Regions from separate parts of the Mus musculus genome. Here region 2 is linked to region 1. A link is a contact called in public HiChIP or PLAC-seq data. All regions are on one chromosome and are shown on one strand. The core of a region is the stretch at or near the end of the contact, and the rest is flanking DNA. Distances in the headings are between cores, read along the strand shown. Region 1 overlaps Trio (triple functional domain (PTPRF interacting)). Region 2 has its middle 21 kb from the start of Dnah5.

The links. HiChIP or PLAC-seq counts read pairs in DNA pulled down with a chosen protein or histone mark.
Region 2: a contact with region 1 is called in a FOXA1 HiChIP or PLAC-seq map of pancreatic cancer cells. The contact joins two enhancer-like sites. A contact is called at or near these places in 1 of 15 datasets of contacts at CTCF or cohesin (the NIH/3T3 cell line), 1 of 484 Hi-C or Micro-C datasets (nephron progenitors) and 3 of 115 datasets of contacts at active chromatin or transcription factors (astrocytes, pancreatic cancer cells and trophoblast stem cells).

What each region holds. Positions count from the first base shown.
Region 1 is chr15:27,974,595-27,979,605 of GRCm38.p6, reverse strand. The region is part of intron 1 of Trio (triple functional domain (PTPRF interacting)); the gene reads left to right. Gm29975 reads left to right here. Exons shown (of 5, transcript XM_017316826.2): 1 at 1-5,011. Among named protein-coding and RNA genes, the nearest start is that of Gm29975, 18 kb to the left of the region's middle. Within about 2 kb of position 2,400, at least 29 of the 459 cell types and tissues checked have an H3K27ac peak or open chromatin away from gene starts, as enhancers often do. A contact at or near this core is called in pancreatic cancer cells, where this site is marked.
Region 2 is chr15:28,180,220-28,185,230 of GRCm38.p6, reverse strand. It overlaps a transcript of Dnah5 not described here. Among named protein-coding and RNA genes, the nearest start is that of Dnah5, 21 kb to the left of the region's middle. Within about 2 kb of position 3,065, at least 60 of the 459 cell types and tissues checked have an H3K27ac peak or open chromatin away from gene starts, as enhancers often do. A contact at or near this core is called in pancreatic cancer cells, where this site is marked.

The DNA.
Region 1 (5,011 bases), core at 1,151-3,650:
CACGGATTCTTACTTTATAGTCCAGGTTGTCTTGGAACTGACTAGCCCAGGCCAGTTCCCGACTCCCAGCAGTCCTCCTGCCTTGCCTTCCCTGGGCCTGGATTGAATGCATGAACCACGCACTCTTACCTTCTTGTTAATGGCTGGAAACACTTGATTCTTGTGCTCTCCTCTGTTGACATGGGATCACTTATTTCTCAAATTCTAACATAGTCTTAAAGAATAATAGTTCATGGAAGGAAAGGTTTGCAGAGCCTGTGCCACAGGCTGTGATAGGCTCTGGAGAGAGATTCCAGAGTCTTCATCCTGGCAGTGTTTTCCTCTAAGGTATATTGGCATAAGTGTGGCCTCCTCCAGTTTCTTGGAAGGTCACTGGTAAGGAGGCTAGAATCTTCATTTTGCAGGTTTGTGAAAGGCAAGAGGAAAACAAAACCAAAGATGCTTTCATGTTCTCTCCCTAGCACTGTTGAGATGCCCGGCACATGCCCAGTTCTCACTATAGTCATTGCAACCACACACAAAGACGATTGTTTCTCTGGATTTATACCTAATGGAATAAACATTGAGATGAGCTTTTTAGTGTACCTGTAAGCTTTATTAAATTTCCTTTATATAGTTTTAGAATTAAGAGTAGTAAGTTCTAGAAATGATCTTTAAAAAAAACAAAACGAAACAAAACCCCCAAAAAACAGCTGTCTGTAAAGTGAGTCCTTGTGGGCTTCAGTGACTACGCCTCGGAGGGGCACATCCCTGTCCTCTGCAGAAGGGGCCTCCTGGGGCAGTCGCCTGCCTGACCGGGAGCTGCCTTTGCCTGAGCCTTGGTTGGTCTTTCTCCTCAGTGAGCTGGGAAGTGTGGGCTGGTGTCTGCTGGAGAAACAGTGGCATCCAGGATTCATGGGGGAAAGTGAGCCCATCAACCCCGTGATGGTAGGGGGTGAGTGGCTTAGTTACTTCCCTACTACTGTGCAGAGACACCATGACTGAGGCCACTATACAAGAAAGCAATGAATTGGGCTTGCTTACATTTTCAGAAGACGGGTTCCATGACCATCATGACGGAAGCACAGTGACAAGCAGGGAGATGTGGAACTGGAGCGGTGGCTGAGAGCTTAACCAGAGGTGCTAAGGGATGAGGGAGAGACCAGGCCTGGCGTGGCCTATGAAACCTCAGATCCCACTCCCAGGGACATCTCCTCCCACAAGGCCACATCTTCCGATCCTTCCTAAGCAGTCCTACCAACTGGGAACAAACACTTAGGTCTACAGGGACATTCCCATTCGGACCACTACAGGGAGACTTCCCCTTTTTCCTGTCTTACTATTACATGAGACCTCAGAACTTATCTGGAACTTAAAGTAAGAGAGTAAGACCAGCAGTACATGTATAGAAATCAATAGCCCTTTTCCAGACCTCTGATGGGTATCTTAGACAGCTGTGTAACTTGGTAAGCGTGCCCGGTCTTATCCATAGTGATGGACTGAAGGCCAGCCCGGGTTTTTCTTCTTGGAAGATGCTTGTTTAGAACTGCTTGTCTTGCTTAAAACCAAGAAGGTATCATCTGTGATTGTGTGACCACCACATTTCTCCTTGCAAACACCAGCTCGTTTGTCTTCACTCTGCAGAGTGGGTTTGGAAGGCAGGTTCTCCGAGGCCAGTTGCTTGGGTCTTTGTGATGCCTGGCAGCTTAGCGATGTGCTCAGTTACTGTGAGCAGATTCGCCTTGATGGCCAGTGCAAAGCAGTGCATGGCCTGGGAGCTCTTGCTCAGGTACAGTGAGATCTCACCATTTAATCCAGTAATTAAAACACCAATGCTAGAGTGGCTTCAATAAAGAGAGGCCATCCCTGAAAGATGGTTGTGGGTACTATGTTGTCAGGTGCTCCGTGTTGTCCCTAGCGACATGCCACCCAGACTTTCAAGGACAAAAGCAGGATAGTGACTACAAAGTAACTGGGTGCTCTGATTCAGTGTAGAGCCACCAACCCCAAGGGACTGCACCTCTCCACTTCCGTGCAGTACAGCAGAGATCCTAAGAGCGCATACTGGGTTATTCTGTCCCCACTGACGTGTCCGTTGTGTTAGAAATGATTTGTTGGGGTTTGTCAGGTTTGAGATCTGAGGTCTGTGTTCCCCCTCATTCTGATCCTCACTCTTAAGCTCCTTTTTCCTGTATTTACCTTGGCTGGGATAAAGTTGGATGTGGATGTTGGTAGAGCAAAGGGAAATATACAGAGAACGACAGAGGTGCAAAGGTATTGTCGTCAGGAAAATCCAAAGGGCCACCCTGTGTCATTTGCAGCTGCAGGAAGTGTGTCTTTAGCCTGAGTGCTGGGGGTGTTTACAGAGTGACAGAGTGTCTCCCCACACTGTCCTTGGCTGCCTTTGTTGGACTGGAGGTTCTCTGGACGATAGAATACATGATAGACAGGAACAGGAATTGAGAATTCATCTGCGTGGTGAAGCAGCCCACTGTTTGATTCAGAAACCCTGACCCAGCCAACTGCCTCTCAGCAGCTGCAGGAAGCCACTGTGTCTTCACTGCACTTGTTCAGAGTGGAGATTGCTCTCCTGTCTGTGGTGGACACTGGCTGAAGGCAGAGCATAAACCCTTGAAAGCACTGGGGGCCCCTCAGCCCTCCGGGTGCAGACACACATGTGGATCTGTGAATTTGAGGAGTGCCAGAGTTACATAGTGAGACTCTGTCTCTCAAAAAAAAAAAAAAAAAAAAAAAAGGAAGAGTGCAAAGAGGGACCTCTGAGAAATGAAAAACTATACAGTACCCTCCATGAAATTTCTTAGGTATTTTTATTATTTTTCATACCATATTGTTAAAAACACAGCATGTGTTAGTATTTTAGAAGTTATCTTTATAAAAAGAAAAAAAAGAAAAGAAAAGAAAAAAACCTCACTAAACCAAAAATTTTGGTGTGACAGACTTTTCTTGGGAAGACAGAACACACACACTTCTACTGACCCTAGATAAGGAACTAAAGACAGTCCAAAGTACAAATACCATCAAAGTATGACTTAGTGTATCATCAAGTTTTACTAGAGTTACTTACAGGAATATAGGTGAGGGGTTACTTACAGGAAAAACAGTGACTCAGACAGCTGCACCACCAAAGCCAACCACAGCATAGGTGACAATAGCCCACCAAAGCTAGAGCACATAGCACAGTGTGCAGGCAGCTCAGGTTGGAGAATGTCCTTTCCAGGTGGCTCTGTTGGCCAGAGCCTCTTCCAGGTAACTTGGATGGTCTTTCTTTTATGGAGTTTGCTGCTGATCCCCTGTAGGTTGCTTGGTTTCACCTTCTTCCACGCAGCTTGCCTTGTTATGGAGTCTTCTTTCCAGCTTGGCTCATTCGCCAATTGACTTTACTATTTATATACTCTTGGGGAGGGAGGTATCTAGTGAATCTGGTCCATTTCAGGGACTTCCTGAAGCTGCTTTGTTTACTTCCTGTCATAAAGAGCTTCTCTCAAGAATTTCACCTCCCCTTAGACCTGTTGTTTAACCTTGTGAACATTCTGTCTTAAGCCCATACCTCCTTCAAATGGCTGCACAACTAATGTATAGCTTAATTGGTTCATATTTTGGCTTTAAATCTCAGTGACATTCTATGAATTAAACCTGTAGTCAGAGTCTACAGATTTCTCTTAGCTTTGTAAGTTCATTCCTGTGAGTCTCTCCAAGGCCTCTGTAGTCCTAGGTTCAAGCATCCTGTTGTTGTGCTTCTTTTGGAATTCAAAGAATGGATATAGAACATCATGCCAGTGTCAAGTGTTGACTGAGGATGTGGAGAAAGGACTGTCTGTGAGAAAGTAACTAATGGTGAAAACATGGAATTGTGGTCCCTTTGGAAAATAGTTCACACACAAGCAGCAGTTCCTCTGCTCGATCTGCTTTGATGGGAGAACAGACATGCTCCAGCAAAGATCCCCATAGCCAGAACAGGGATCATCAAAATGGCTGTCAGATGAAAAATGGCTGTCAGATGAAAGGAAGAAGCAAAATGTGGTATATTGGACTGATAGCATTAAAGAATATTCAGCAATAAGGAAGACACTGTAGATGCATACCAGTCTTCCTTGCAAACCATAGCATCATGCCTGGGGTCTGTGTATTGTATGGTCCTATGTATGTGGCAGACAAAACTGGGGAGACGAGCAGTTTTTTGGTAACTTTGGGCTAGGAATGGAAGAGGGGTTTGATTATAAAGTCACAACAGGAGACATTGGGAGTGGTGCATGTTCAAACAGCTTTGATCTGAGGACACCTCCTCTCTGGTCTTCTTAGATGAGGACACCTCCCTACAGGCCTTCTTATATAGTGAGCCTAATTGAGTAGACTTGGAACAAGGAGTGGGGTTTCATCCAGTCACAGCAACCGTCAGCCGTTCAGTGCTGGTCAGACTCAATTCAAATCAGACACTCTCTCATCTGTACTCTCTGATCTACAAATACCACCTCTTCATAGTTAGGGAGTAGAGCTGTCTGAATCTTTGATGATTTGTGAATCATTCCTGCTTAAACGCCACAGGATCTAATTTGTCTATAACGTTTTTCTCTGAACACGGGCATTCAAGATCTGGGTGGCAGTGTTGGTTACACAACCGTAAGTTTACTGAAGCCTAACAGCTCACCTAATGTGGGTGAGCATACTTACATTAACAATCAACCGTGTTGGAAGGATGGCAGTTTACAAATGCCTCTGCCGCTTGCTGTCTCGTCTGGTTCTATGAAGTGCATTACCCGCTTTCAGGAGAGGAAATGAAACCATGTGGTTGTGTCCTCACGTTCTAACCACTGCACACTGTCTGCTGAAAGCAAAGCTTTATGGCTTATGAATGTTGGGAGGTTGAGACTTGCCTGAGACTACTGAAGTGATTGTTGAGTGAAGCAGTCAGCCTGGGACATCCAACTTTCCCCTGTGAAAACCCTTCCCATTTGTGCCAGCTTTTCGATGGCCTGTGTGAGTTGTATGACCATGGTGTTCAGGCATTTACACT
Region 2 (5,011 bases), core at 1,816-4,315, 200 kb before region 1:
AAGGTAATTAACTTGTTCCTCTCCAAGTTGCTCGGATCATAGTGCTTATTACATCAATAGAAACCCTAACTTAGGGCTGGAGAGATGGCTCAGTGGTTAAGAGCAATGCTCTTCCAGTGGTCCTGAGTTCAATTCCCAGCCACCATATGGTGGCTTATAACTATCTGTAATGGGATCTGATGCCCTCTTCTAGTGTGTCTGAAAACAGCTACAGTGTACTCATGTAAATAAAATAAATACATAAATAAATATTTTTTTAAAAAGAAGAAGAAGAAGAAGCCCTAACTTAGACAAGGTATAATCTACTATGCGTGTAGAATAACAGAATGCTTAGAGGTTGTGTCAAAATAAAATGGGTAAACTAGAAATACAGGCAACATCAAAAGAGCCAGAAGAAAGGGGCGTGCTGACAAAACGTTTTAATTGAACAATGTTAAACTTTATATTCTCTAGAGCACTCTTTTTCCTTTATAGTGCCATGGGTGGTTGATAAAACCAAGCACTAGAACACAGAAAATGTCAATGCATTTTTAAAGCACAAAAGTCACACGGGTCCCCGTCTTCTCAGAGAATGTTATAAGGAGGAAATCAATCCCTCCTCCTCCTTGATGCCTCTACATCGTACCAGAGAAACTAGATTTCATTCCAGACCCTCGGTAGGTACTTGGAGCATAACTTAATCAAATAGCTGGCATTTGGTTAAATATTTCCTCTTTTATAAAAAAGAAAAACTTTTTTATTGATGAATTTCACATGCCACACCCCAATCCCACTCATTTCCATGTCCCTCCATACCCACCCTCTGCCCTTGCAACCCCCTCCAAAAAAAGAAAACAATAAATAAACAAATATAAAACAAAAAGTACACATCCCACCATGGAAGCGACAGTGTGTCACACAGTGTACCCTTTGCCCAAACAGCTTTCCTGACAAATTTCCATTGCCACGAGTCATTGGTCTCCTTCGAGGCCTCTGGCTTCTGCCTCACTATCAATTCTAGATTCTCACCAGAACTCCTCTTGGCTAAGTACTTCCGGTAAATCACTTCCATATCCTTAAAGAACTGTAGGTTGCAAACATAACACATCTTAGATCTGTTAACATAACCCATTCAAGATGGCTGTAAGAGGAAAGATGAAGGAACGCCCAGGGCCAGGAAATGGCGTGGGTCTGGATGGCTGCCCTTGAGTGGCTAACAGCATCTCAATTCAGAGACAGGCTCTCACTCTTAGTGCCCAAGTACAGGTTCCTTTTAATTCAGTTCAGGACCCTACATACTCCCTGACTCAGATGCTTTGAGCTCATATTTGTCGGTATCCTTTCATGTATATGTTTATTCTTCACTTCAAGTTCAAATCAGGTACCATTATTTGCAGATGATAGGAATTTTTTATTTTGGGGTTTTCTCTACTATTTTCTTTCATTGAAGTACACTTTCATTGAAGTATAATTCATATTTTAAAACTACACATATTTAATACATGAACTCACACTCACAAAACCACCATATCCAATCAAGGTAGCAAAGATATCTATCGTTTTGTTTTCATTACTCCAAGTGGCAATGACAAATCATGTTCTGATAGCAAAGTTCTCAGGGCTGGGAGGAAGCGTCTTCCACAGAAATATGAGGACCTGTGTTTGGATCCCAGCACCCACCTAAAAGTCAGGCACGGGGTACAGATCTGTAACCTCAGAGCTGAGAGCACAAAGAGAAGTGGGACCTTGGAAGTTGTTTGCCAGCCAGCCTTGAAGAAGAGGAAGGAGGAGGAGGAGGAGGAAGAAGAGGAAGCAGAAGAATAGGAGAACGAAGAGGAAGGAGGGAGGAAAGAAGGAAGGAAGGAAGGAAGGAAGGAAGGGAGGGAGGGAGGGAGGGAGGGAGGGAGGGAGGGAGGGAGGGAGGGAGGGAAGGAGGAAGAAGAAAGAAGGAAGAGAAGGAGAGGAAGATCCTAAAGCCTTCAATGCTTTGAAATGTTAGCAATATTAGAACGGATTTGTGGAGTTTGTAGGTTTATGGATTACCAGGAATCAAATTAAAAACCATTCCCACCAATCTTTAAATGGACAGAGGCAAATCTTCTAGTTTCTTCTATTCCATTACTAAAACAAAGCCTTCTCATGAGCCCTTTCCTTGATCTACTAAGTATCGGACATAATAGGAATCCTCATTCAATTCCAAGTGCTCATGAGCACTCCTTGTCCTCAAGTTTATTTTTTCCACTAATTTATTTATTCACTTTGCATCCCTATTGCAGCTCCCTTCCCTCCCAGTCCACCTCTCACAAGGCCCCTCCCCCCATTCCTGCACCCCCTTCACCTCTGAGAAGAGGGAGGTCCCCCCTGGGTACCAATCCACCCTGGCACCTCAAGTCACTGCAGGACTAGGCACATCCTCTCCTCTCCCATCGAGACCAGACAAGACAGCCCAGTTATCGGACCAGGATCTACAGATGGGCAACAGAGTCAGGGTAAGCCCCTGCTCCCCTTGTCTGGGGACACTCATGAAGACCAAGCTGCACATCTGGCACATATGTGCAGGAGCCTAGGGCCAACCTGGGAATGTTCTTTGGTTGGCGGTCCAGTCTCTGGGATCCCCAAGGGTCCATGTTAGTTGACTCTGTTGGTCTTCCTATGGAGTTCCTATCCCCTTCAGGGCCCTCAGTCCTTCCCCCAACTCTTCCACGAGACTCCCCGAACTCCATCTAATGTTTGGCTGTCTTCAGTTCACATCGATTCCTAGAAATGCTGTAGAATGCAATTCTTTGTCCAAGAAATTGGGCATGAGGGCATTTTCCCTTAAGGTATTGATGAGATTTCAATGATTTCCTATACTTGAAAAAATAATGTTCATAAACTTCACATAAATTATACTGTCCTGTATAAATACATAACTTGATACATAGCATGTATACATCTCATTATATAAAACTTAAAGATAAGGTGTTTTCCAAAGAGTCATAATATCAAAATTCAAATGTATTTTATCAAACTTCAAGTCTGAGCTATGTCACTGGAATATTTCAGACTTCTCCACAAGAGGGCGCTGCTCTCCAAGCTATTGTGTGGCCAAGCCTGCTTAGGTATTTATTTCGAGCATTTCACCTGGTGTCACTCACATTAGCACGTGGACAGGGTGGCTCCTCAGCAGTGACTTTGAGAGTCATAAGTGAACGTAAAATGGCAATAGTTCTAGAGACATCTTAAGAACCACAGCTTCTCATTCTGTGTTCAGTGGGGCAAGGGAGGCTCGGCCCGAGGCTCGCCTATGACGTCACCCAGGCTTTCCAGCGTGAAGGATGTATGACACCCACCGCTCCCCTGTCTATTCCCAGTGTCTGTTACCCCTCTAGCCCTTGTCTTAGTCCCATAAGATGCTATAACTTATCACCGTAGACTCGGTGACTTCCCCCACCCCCTTCCCTTCTCTCTCTTTCTTCAGCTCCGCTCTTTCCGGGCCATAGATTTTTTTTTCTCTCTCTCTCTCATTACAGATGGTTGTGAGCCACCATGTGGTTGCTGGGAATTGAACTCATGAAGAGCAGTCAGTGCTCTTAACCGCTGAGCCATCTCACCAGCCCGACTGGGTGTCTTATAAACAAAAGTCATGCGTCTCATAGTTCTGGAGGCTGGCTAAAAAGCCAAGCTCAAGGTGTTTACCAACTCTGTGTCATAAAGGCACATAAACGGTTCCTTGCTCATAAACGATGCTCTGTCTGAACTCTCATGACTCATCACTAGCCAAAGGCCCCACTCCCTAATACTCTGGGGCCGAGGGTTTTACTCGGATTAATTTGTGGAAGATACAAACATGCAACCTGTAGCACTCTGGCTTCTTCCTAAGAAATGCTGTGCCATGGGGCACTGATCTTATACACATGCATCCCATTAGCTCAGGGGACGCAGAAAGTCTCCTCAGGCCTGGTGGGTAAAAAGCACCATAGAATAGGGGGAGAACTCTAAATAGTTAATTTTTCCCTGGCTCAACAGGGAAAAATGCCTGCTTCATCTTCATGGAGCCTCACTGCTACCTAGCATTGCAGCTGGGCTTCATCTAACAGAGAAGAAAAGCCACAACTTGAAAAAGCATCTGTCTGTAGATCATGAAGCTGACTTGAAGGGCCAGTCTGAGGGCAAAGCCTTCACACTTCTTTCCCATCCCATGCTCAAGGGGATCTCTGTAGCCTTACTGAGAGAGCTGAGGTGCACATGGCCCAGTCTCAGCCCAAAGTCCCTTGTTATTGTTTGGCTTTTGTTGGGCTTTGTTTTGCTTTTTTGTGTATTGCTGGGTGTCTGGGTCCCTGTTCTATTGCTGTAAAGAGACAACATGTCCTTGGCAACTCTTATGAAAGAAAGCATTTAGTTGAGGGCTTGCTTACAGTTTCAGAGGATTCGTCCGTTATATTTATCATGGCAGGCATGGTGCTAGAGAAGTAGCTACATCCTGGTCTGCAGGCAGAGAAAGGGGGGGGGGGGGCTGAGTCTAGCATGGCCTCTCCATGACACACTTCTTCCAGTGAGGCCACACCTCCTAATCCTTCTAATCCTTTCAAAGAGTTCCACTCCCTGGTGACTCAGCATTCAAATATATGATCCCATGGGGGTCATATTATTCAAACTACCAAAATGGGCATTCCCCCAGGGTCTCACATATACTAAACAATTAATCTATCAGTGAGTTTCATCCTTCTTGCATTCATATACAAAGGATCAGAATTCTGAAACCAAAATGTTTGCTTGCTTGCTTGCTTGCTTGCTTGCCTCCCTCCCTCCCTCCTTCCTTGCTTATTTTAAGTTTTAGCTATTACTAGTATTACCTCCAAGAATATCTAAAGGAACTCAGCACATAATTTGTAGCAACATGTCTCAAAAGCCCTGGCTTCTGGCCCTACTCTGCTCATATCTTAAGACTTTTCTAGAAGATGTTGGTATAGGAATCTTACAAACTCGCCCCCTCCTTCCTCCTTCCTGTCTTTGATTCAGTTCTGACCCTTCCTTGCCTCTGTCCTATTGC